2 separate regions of the Ovis aries genome follow, and region 1 is linked to region 2. A link is a contact called in public Hi-C data. All regions are on one chromosome and are shown on one strand. The core of a region is the stretch at or near the end of the contact, and the rest is flanking DNA. Distances in the headings are between cores, read along the strand shown.

What was found. A called contact is a pair of places that touch in the nucleus more often than the background predicts.
Region 1: a contact with region 2 is called in a Hi-C map of hypothalamus, with 4 times the contacts expected there. The contact joins two enhancer-like sites. A contact is called at or near these places in 7 of 16 Hi-C or Micro-C datasets (blood, hypothalamus, liver and 3 more).

The regions. Positions count from the first base shown.
Region 1 is chr15:44,805,643-44,810,733 of ARS-UI_Ramb_v3.0, reverse strand. The region is part of intron 3 of PPFIBP2 (PPFIA binding protein 2); the gene reads left to right. Among named protein-coding and RNA genes, the nearest start is that of PPFIBP2, 66 kb to the left of the region's middle. Within about 2 kb of position 2,238, at least 21 of the 54 cell types and tissues checked have an H3K27ac peak or open chromatin away from gene starts, as enhancers often do. A contact at or near this core is called in hypothalamus, where this site is marked.
Region 2 is chr15:44,754,406-44,759,199 of ARS-UI_Ramb_v3.0, reverse strand. It overlaps PPFIBP2 (PPFIA binding protein 2), which reads left to right. Exons shown (of 26, transcript XM_042233096.1): 7 at 1,832-1,924. Among named protein-coding and RNA genes, the nearest start is that of OVCH2, 99 kb to the right of the region's middle. Within about 2 kb of position 1,994, at least 6 of the 54 cell types and tissues checked have an H3K27ac peak or open chromatin away from gene starts, as enhancers often do. A contact at or near this core is called in hypothalamus, where this site is marked.

The DNA.
Region 1 (5,091 bases), core at 989-3,488, 51 kb before region 2:
TGGACAGGGCTTTTGTACAGGAAAGGTTCCTGAAGTCCAAGACAAGCAGGCTTCATGGAGCCTGGCCTGCAGAGTAGCATCAATGAGGCCAGCCTTTGACAGTATAAGATTGAGACCCTCTTTCATGGCTGGCAGACCAGGCCAAGCTCAGGGTCAGGACTTTCAGGAGATGAAGCTGAGGCCCATGCCAGAAGGCTACAGCATCTCTGCTGTGACGGGAATGGAGGCGAGTTCCAAAAAGAGGCCGCCTCTTTCCCCTCCGTGCAGGTAAGCTTGTGGTGACCTAGGGGTGAAGCTCTCAGGGGGAGTGGAGCCCATAAGGAGCTGGAAACAGCCAACTAGTGAGAAGCCAACCAGTAAGACTCTGATGCTATGAAAGATTGAAGGCAGGAGGAGAAGGGGGCAACAGAGGATGAAATGGTTGGATGGCGTCACCAACCTAATGTCCATGAGTTTAAGCAAACTCTGGGAGTTGGTGATGGACAGGGAAGCCTGTGTGCCACAGTCCATGGGGTTGCAAAGAGTCAGACATGACTGAGCGACTGAACTGAACTGAGTGAGAAAGGGAGGGGTGATTAGACCCAGTGAGCCTGGTTCCTGGGAGGTGCCCAAGCAATACTAGAGCCAGCAGAGTCTCCAGATGGAGCATCTCTGGGGGCTTCTCTAATAGCCGGGTACACACATTCTTCATCCACAAGGCATCGGACTGTCCCACTGTTTAATCACTTCAGATGTGGGTCCACGGGATTTTTTGGTGAAAACCTGAGGTTTCAGGGACTAAAGTCTGAGCAAAGACAAACCCAGAAGCAGCAGAGGGGAGGGTGGGTAAGGGGAGAGCTTGGCAGAGACCCTCCAGAGGGACTGTATTCTGTGCTACTTTCTGGAAGTGGGGTTCATGGAACAGGCCTGGCCTCCCAGGGGAACCCAGGCTCTCCTTGGCCAGGCTGCAGGTGTCCTGCTCAGCGTGTTCAGGCAGGTGGAAGGGAATGGACCAGGTGAGGCAGTGTGGGAGGGAGGGATGAGCCAAAAGGCCAGCTCTATGCCACCCTCATGTGGATGTGAGTGGACTTCGTTTCCCTCCTCTGGGACTCAGTTTCCCTACCGGAAATGACAGCTGGTTTGACAATACCTCTGTAGGATCTGGCCACGCATTCCAGTTCTGCAGTTTAAGGGCTTTAGAGCAGCCCCCTGGTAACCATCAGTCCCTGCCTTCCTCAGTCTGGACTTTTGTTAAAAATATATTTATTTATTTAACTGTGCTGGGTCTTAGTTTCGGCATGCAGGATCTAGTTCCCTGACCAGGGATTGAACCCTGGGCCCCCTGCATTGGGAGTGTGGATTCTTAGTCCCTGAACCACCAGAGAAGTCCCTCAGTCTGGACCTTTAAGTTTGCAAAGTAGAGACAAATTAGGGAACCTCTCTTGGTATAGCTGCTCCATGTCAGGGCTCAGCCAAAGCCGTCATCTCTGGAGCGGTGAAATGGGATGCCCTGACCGGGGAGCCTCCTCTGAGCCTGCTCAGCTGGTCCGGGGAGGTGAATCCCATCTTAGGTCTCACCTCTGTCCGTCTATATATCAGATATTCATGTGCCCTCAGTTACCTTCTTAACCAGATTCTCCAGAAATAAGGAAATAAACCAGACCCAGGAGGGCACATGGCCACCCCCCACCAGCCCCCATCCGCTCAGCCACCTTGTCACAGATGGCGGCTCCTCAAACAAAGCCCCTGCGTTCCTGCCAGAGTCAGCCTGCAGTCTTTCATTCTGGCCAGAGGAGCAAATCTGTTCACCATATTGAAAAGCCAGAGTTTAGGGGGAGAAAAAAAAGGATGGAGGAAGCTGTTTTATGAATTATAAGCCGTCAGCTTGCCCTGCAATTCTCTGTATCTCTGTCCTCCACCTAGGGCCTGGAGTGAGAGATGGATGGATGGGGTATTTGTGTGGCAAATGCGTTCATTTTGAAAAGTTACAGGCAGGAATTATATAGGAAAATGTTGGCTTTCTGGATGTTAGAAAAGGGGAAATTTGGTGATTGTTTTTCATTAAAAAAAAAAAAAAATGAAGGCTTTGTGAGTCAGTTTCCAGTGTGTGTCCTGCTATAGGTGTGAACTTGAGAGCTCAGACTTGTAGGTACTTTCTCTCCTGTCCTCTCTCCTGATGCCTGGTGTGCGGGTTGGAGGAGGGCCCTTGTCTCTGTGCAGTACTGGAAAAAGCCACTAGGTGGGAGTCAGGGACAAATGCTGGAAAGTCTAAAGCTCAGGAACCCGCTTTGTGAGAAAAATAACTGCCTGCTTCCGCTCACCCCCAGCCAGCCACGTTGAAAGAGGACATAAGCTCCTCTCATTAGTGAAGTTGCTGGACAGTGTACCTGAGTCAGCTGGCAAAAAGAATTATTTTCCTTGGAAGCCAGTGGACAAAGGATAGGCCTGGGATGCCTCCACTGCTTGTGCCCCCGCCCTTCTCCTTGGGGGAGGAGACCAGAGGGATGACTGCTGGTCCTGGGAGCAGAGGTCTGACCTTCCATTATCAAAGCTAAGAAGCTCTCTCCAGACACCTTTAATCCCAGTGCCTTTTACTAGCACACTATTACTTAGGATGGCTCTCCATTTCCTGACCTGTGTTTTTCAGGCCCTGTCCTAGAGAGGTTTCCTATACCTTGGGGATTTTGAAAGTTTTTTTTTTCCTGGCATAACACCCCAAACTGGGGCCTTTAGCCATTGCAAACTTAGCAGTTTTAATTTTCCTGAATTTGGGTGTTTTTTTTTTTTTTGCCCTCTTCCAAGTAATTGCACCTTACTAAAATTCTGGAGATCTGGATTCTTTCAGACCTGACTCGAGACTAGTTCAGCCCCTAAGAACCAATGTTTATAAATGAGCAAGAATGTGCAAACACTGGTGGGAGAGCAAATAAATCCTTCCCCGCTCAGTTTCCTGCTCCGGGCCCAGGGGACATGGTGGGCGGTGTTGCCGGGTTAGCATGACCTGAGGTCTGAGCATGTAGACACCCGCCCACCCTCTGCCTGCAAAGAGGGCATGCCAGAGTCACAGCGCTGGGCGTCCTGCCCTTTCAGGCAGGTAGGAAGGTTCAGGAGGAGTCGTACTTCAGGCAAACTGCTCAGTAGCCTGTGCTCCAAGGAACTTCTGAAAATAGTTTCCTTTTACTCCTCAAATATAGTCATTAAGACTGGCAGGATGGGGAGACTGTTAGCGATGCCCAGTCTCGGGCCCGATTCCCAACCTGCTGGGCCTGAATCTGCATTTTTACAAGAGTGCCCTCTGTCCCTGGAGATTCATTATAGAGAGACATCATCCTCACCCGGGGGTCAGCAATCTAGGGTCTGTATTTGGTCTGCTGCCTATCTGTTATTCCCTGAAAGCCAAGCATGATTTTTTGTGATTTCCAGTGATTGATGGGAAATCACAAGAAGACTAATTTGTGATGTGAAAATGATGTGAAATTTAAATCTTACTGTTCACACACACACATAAAGTGTCACTGGAACACAGCCACCCTCACTGGCTTCCACATTAGCTGTGGCTGCTTTTGTGCTGTAAATGAGAGAGTCGACTGTAACAAACCATATGGCCCGCAAGCCTGAAACGTTTGCCATCTGGCCCTCTACAGGCAGAGTGTGCCGCCCCTTCTGTTACCCATTTTGGAGACGGGTCTTCATGCCTGGACACTGTGGGTACCTGGGCTATGGGGCCAGGATGCTGTTGCACAAGCAGGACCTTGCAGCCCAAAGGACCACCCACGGTCCTCAGGCCGTCCCTTCCTCTCCCAGAGGTAGGCTCACGGTGCAGCATGCCTGCTGAAGGACATAAGCCTGTGTTTGATGTATCAGGGTGTCCTGGCACCTATCATCATGGCCCAGAGGCCAAGGCTCAGCCCTGAGCTGGAGCTCAGGATGCAGGCCAGAGGTCAGCTGACTAGCTCATGACCCTTCTCTGTCCATAGTTGTGCCTGATTCCTGGCCACCAGCAGGAGGAGCAAATCTCAGAACTCCATCCACAGTCATTCCCGCATACGTGGGATTCCAGCCAGATAAGCAGCTCTCCTGAGGTCTCCCCGCTGGACCCTGGGATGAATTCACTGATGGCTCTGGCCTCATAGGTGTGTTTTCACTCCCGCAAATGATCAGGTGCCTGCTCTTTGCCTTCAGCTGGCTGCCTCATGTTCCAGACAGTAATGAATTGAGTCTCACTGACCTTGACTTGCTTTTGGGAAGGCTCTGAGGGCTATAGGGTTACCGTAATGAATCTTATTGGTGTATCCTGTGTGGCTCCTGAAGACTTCTCCCTTTAGTGATGGATCCAGGGAGTCCCTGAGGCTCTGCCTCGCAGGGCAGTACAGTAGAAGTGGGACCACCCCCACCATGCTTAATAAGGGCAGCCTAATCCTTTCCAAGTAACTACTTAGATGGGCTAAAACCCAGGCTTTCAATCTTTTGGGAGTCATGGATCATTTTGATGATCTGATGAAAACTATTTCAGAGAAATAGTGATTTATACATACTCATAGTGCTTTGTATACATTTTACGGATGTAGTCAAGAGCCTGTCTGATCCCCCAAAGCCCCTCTGTGACTCACTGTGAGGAGCCTCTGGCTGGGTGGGCTTCTGAGTGAGGGGGCACAGCTATGGGTTTGATCCTATGCCTTTAGAGTGCTATTTGTGGATTGAGTTAATTACAATATAAAATTTAGGGTTTCAAAGGAAAAAAAGAACTGAGGTAAGAATTACTACTTGAGGTACCATAAAAATATGTCAAGAATTTAGCTGCAGTTTATCTGGATTTCCTCCCTCCTCCCCTCTTCCCTACTCTCTTCTCTCTTCCCCTCCTGCCTCCTGTCTGTCTCCTCTCCTCCCGTTCCCTCCTCCCCTCCTGTGCTCCCCTTCTCCCTGTCCCCTCCCATTCCTCTTCCCCTCTCTCCCCCTCCCTTCCTCCTCCCCTCCCGCTTCTCTTTCCCCTCTCTCCCCTTTTCCTGCCCTCCCCGCCCCCCCAACCTCCAATTCATCACACATGAGTTGAGCTAATAGATGAAGCTGACCCTATCTCTCTTCTCTGAGTCAAGCATCTTTACCTCTGGGGAG
Region 2 (4,794 bases), core at 745-3,244:
ACTATGTGCCAGAGGTTAGCAAGGCTCATGAAGTTCAGAGTATAGGCGGATAACCAGCCACTAGCAGTCACACTGGTAAATGTTTAAATGCAAATGATGTAAAAGATGATACAGATACCACAAGAGTATAGAAGGGAGATCTGAGGAAGTATGGTGGTTGGGATAGCTTTGCTCAAGGCAGTCTGAACGATGGGCAGGGATTAACCTGGCAGACAGCTCCAGACTGAGGGAGCTGCAGGTGCAAGGGCCCAAGTCAGATGGAACTAACAAGCACGGGTGTGGCTGGAATAGAACTGCGGAGAGCTAGTAATACAAGAGGCAGGCAGGGTGCGGCGTCAGGCCTGGCTGTGTTGGTCACGGGTTAAATTTCAGGCCCTTTGAAGAGCAGGGAAGGCCAGGATCAGACTTAGGCTTCAGTCGTATTGTTCCCCTGGATGCCATGGGGCCAATGGATTCAAGAAGGGCAAGACGACAGAGAACCAGCCGGCAGAGACTGTCCAGGCTGTCAGCACTGACTGCTGGATCAGAGGAGCCACAGTAGAGCTGGAGATAAACAAGAGACTCAGGCAATTTCCGTGAAGGTAGAATTCACAAGGCTCTGTAGATTACGTATGTAGTGTGGAAAGACCAAAGAGATGCCAAGGAGGGATCCTGGGTTTCTGGCGCAAGATGGAGATGCCATTTAGTGAGACAGGGACATCTAAAAGGGGGAACTGAGAGTTCCACCTGGGCGATGACAGTTGGAAGAGGCCCAGATGCCATCCATGTGGAGATGTTAAGTGGAAAGTTACATGAGTTTGGAGTTCAGAAAGTCTATGGAAGTAATCACCTTTATGCTAATTTTTCTGAATGAAACCAATCAACAGGACCATTTGTCTGTTAAAACGACCCTAGGTTTGGGACAAGGGTGCTCAGTGATGTCTTTACTGAAGGGGTACTGTAGAAAGCAGGGGCCCAGGGGTCAGAAGATAACAGGCCTGATTTCCAGCTCCACCATCAGCAAGTTGTTTTAATATCACCTTCCCACTCAGCAACCTTCAGTGGCTTCCTATAATACGATCTAAAGAATGGCTTCAGAATTCTTTATATTCTCATCCAACAGCCTTTACAGTAAGGCCCCACCTTATCTCCTGGCCTCAGTTCCCACTGAAAGCTGCCCATCCTCTGCTCCAGCCCAACAGGCTGTCTGCCCTCATGCTTCCTGTCTGCCCTCTCCCTAGACGCCTCCCCTCTTCCTCCTCTCTTCAAGCCAACTCCCTCCTCTGAACTAGAACAGCCAGGCCAGCCTTTACATGTCACACTTTAGCATTTGTCCTTGCAGTGTTTGATTTCTATCCTGCTGGCTTGTCACTTCCTCCCTGACCCTCCCTTTAGGCTCCTTGACTCCCAGGCGCAGAGATGCTCCCACTTAGCACGCTTCCCGTCCCTTTGTCCATAAGGAGCTGCCTTGTATTTGTTTGTTTGGTTTTTTGCATCTCTGTTTCTCTTGCTCCCAAACCCTACCTCTCCTGCCCTTTACACTTGTGTGCATGGTTTGGGTACCCCCGACAGGGAATGCAGATGCTAGAAAGGTGCAGGGGAGCAGATTCTAAAAGAAAAAACTGTCTCTTCCTTATGTCTGAAACTCCAGGCCTTTGTTTTGTAATGGGCACACAGCTCTTCCTGAAGCAAGGACCGGCCATCTTTAAAGATCGGAGCCAGCTGCAGTGCGGAGCCTGATGGTGGCTCGTGCCTTGGCGTCATCCTCTGTGCATGTGCTTATGCAGGGTTGTAGATCCTGGCAACACCCTGCTCTTTAACCATCAGAACTCTGTCTTGCTCACTCGTCTAGGAGTTACTGCAGGAGCTACGGCACCTTAAAATCAAGGTGGAAGAGTTGGAAAATGAACGGAATCAGTACGAATGGAAACTGAAGGCCACCAAGGTAAGAAGCAGTCCTGCTGTTCATGAAGAGGCTTTGAGCCCAGTGGGGAGGGTCTGTGTCTGAGCCTGGGGTGTGCAGTAGCCTTCGCTTGAGAAATGTGAATTGACCCCATTGTATGCACAGGCAACAGTGTGCAGATTGTGTAAGCAGATGGATCTAATCCAGGAGGGCTCTTCCCCTGGAGAAAGCCCCCAAGATTCTGAGTTGCTAAAGTCACAAAGTCTCTGTGCCCCACAGCAACCCCCAGGCTGAGGCGCTATGAGTGATGAGTTTTAGGGCAGATGAATGCCAACATTATCTTGGCTGCATTGTTTTAAATTTAGCGGTCCCTGTAGTAATCAGTTTCTAAAAAGAGGCATGCTTTATTTTTAGCAATTCCTAAAAATATGTACTTGTCTTTTTTTTTTTTAAACCAAACCATATTTCTATTGAACTGAAGAGCCTGCTGTTTAAAGGATACCAGTGATATATTATTTTTGCAAAATAAGTGTTATTCTTCCCTGTTTTGTTTCTTCTTTCATTTTCTCTACTAATTGAAATGGATTCAGCCCACACATTTATTGTCTTGGCCAGAACATTGTATTTTAAAACTTTGAATTAGCTTGCACTTAAGCAATAGGAAATTTCACATTAAAATACAGAGTTAGACTTCCTTGGGGGCAGAGGAAGGACGATCTGGAGTTAAGGGAAGGAAACCTTAAAACCCTGAAGCAACTTTCTTGCCTGAGGAACTGAACTGGGCTACCTAGGGTGCACACATGCCTGCCTTTCCACCAAGAGCTCTGCAGCGCCACCCACAGGCATCACCAGGTACTCCCATAGGCATTTTCATCTTATTGCTAAGTGAAAGTCGCTCAGTCCTGTCCGACTCTTGGAGACCCCATGGGCTATGCAGTCTGTGGAATTCTCCAGGCCAGAATACAGGAGTGGGTAGCCTTTCCCTTCTCTAGGGGATCTTCCCAACCAGGGATCGAACCCAGGTCTCCCTCACTGCGGGTGGATTCTTTACCAGCTGAGCCACAAGGGAAGTCCAAGAATACTAGAGTGGGTAGCCTATCCCTTCTCCAACAGACCTTCCCAACCCAGGGATCGAACTGGGGTCTTCTGCATTGCAGGAGGATTCTTTACCAACTGAGCTATCAGGGAAGCCCATTTTCATCTTAGAATTTTTTTCCCCAACATCTAGTTTATACTTTGTTTTATTTTTCTATAACTTTAAATGATTATAAAAACAATAATAATCATTAGAGATAAGTTTTAAATCACAAAAATTTAAAGGAGTAAGAATCACTAGTATACCACCCAGGAGTTAACCACTATTAATATTTCCTTCCAGGCATTTCTCTTTTTTTGGAGGAAGGGGGGTCTCTCTGTTAATTTTTGGTATTGATAATTTATTCACAATTTTATACCATATTGTTTAAAAAAAAATATCTGTGATGTTGATGTATATATAAGTGTAAATAGTTTTCTTAACTACTTTATTGATGAGGAAACTGAGGCACAGAATAGTTAGGTAACTTTCCCCAGATCTTATAGCTATTCAGCAGCAGCACTAGACAATCTAGTCTGTCTTTATCTAAGTGTCCCTTGTATGCTCTATGCATCCCAGTCCCCAGTTCTAGGAGCACTGTTTCTGTAACATCTCAGAACCTTGATCCACTCAAGCAAGTCCTGTCTTGGTGAAACCTTTTAAGTTATACATACTGCCTTCTATTATAAAACCAAGTAGCTCTTAAATCACCAAAGCGCTCTGCCTTGGCACATAGACCTTTGAGATACTATGGGTTATTTAATAACCACCAGGTCTGGAACCCCTCTTTGTGCCAGGATGTGTCAAGCCCTTTGCACACGTTTTCTCATTTGGGCCATGAAGTAACCCAGCGAGGTGTGTTGATTTATTATCTTCATTTTTCTGCTGAGGAAACAGGCTCAGAGTGGCCACGGCAAGGTTTTGATCTGGGTCTGTGTCATTCTGTCATCCTAATTTCCTGCAATTGAAACCTGTCTTGTTTGTTAAAGTTCTTTAGTTTTCTGTGCAAAGCTTCTCGGTCCCTAAAGGTAGCAGTGCAGCGGCTATAAGGGCCTGGTCCCTGGGTTTCATTAAGGGAGGTGGAGCACCCCGTCTCTGCTTGGCACCGGTCTGCATGACTTTGTCCCAAACCTCTTGCCACACAACTCCAGTCTCAGTGGCCATGGAAGTACCATACTTTTTCTGATGGTCAGATGCAGGGCCTCTGCACTGTTGTAGACTTCCCAGCTTTGGAACAGACACCTCTCTAAGCATAAGAGAGCACCTGTCATTTCTGGCCTGTTCTGTGAGAACTGGCATTCAGGGAGGGGCACTCAGCCAGGTGGTCTGTAGAGTTGTAAATAAATGACCTCACCCAGACGGAGGCCTCAGAGAGAAGAACCTGGGCTCTCCCATGATAGATAGGCCCCTGGACATCACTGGTGTCCACTGTGGGGCCTGCAGACAAGAATCAGGCATGTGGATTCCTAGCAGAAACTAGACTTCACCTTATCTGCAAAGAAGGGGAGAAATGGGTGTAGAAGGTGCAAGAAAAGTTAAGAGACTATCTTCCGAGATTAGTCTGGCCCTTATGGAAATGAGACAGTAAAGAGTCTGCCTGCAATGCAGGAGACCCCAGGTTCAAACCCTGGTTCAGGAAGACCCACTGGAGAAGGGAGAGAATGGCTACTCACTCCAGTATTCTTCCTGGAGAACTCCATGGACAGAGCAACCTGGCAGGCTATAGTCAATGGGGTCACAAAGAGTTGCACACGACTGAGCTAATACTTTCATTTTTCATTATAGAAATGAGAGGCATTTGGATCAAGTCCCAGGGCTAAGGGGTTTCCCAGGTGGT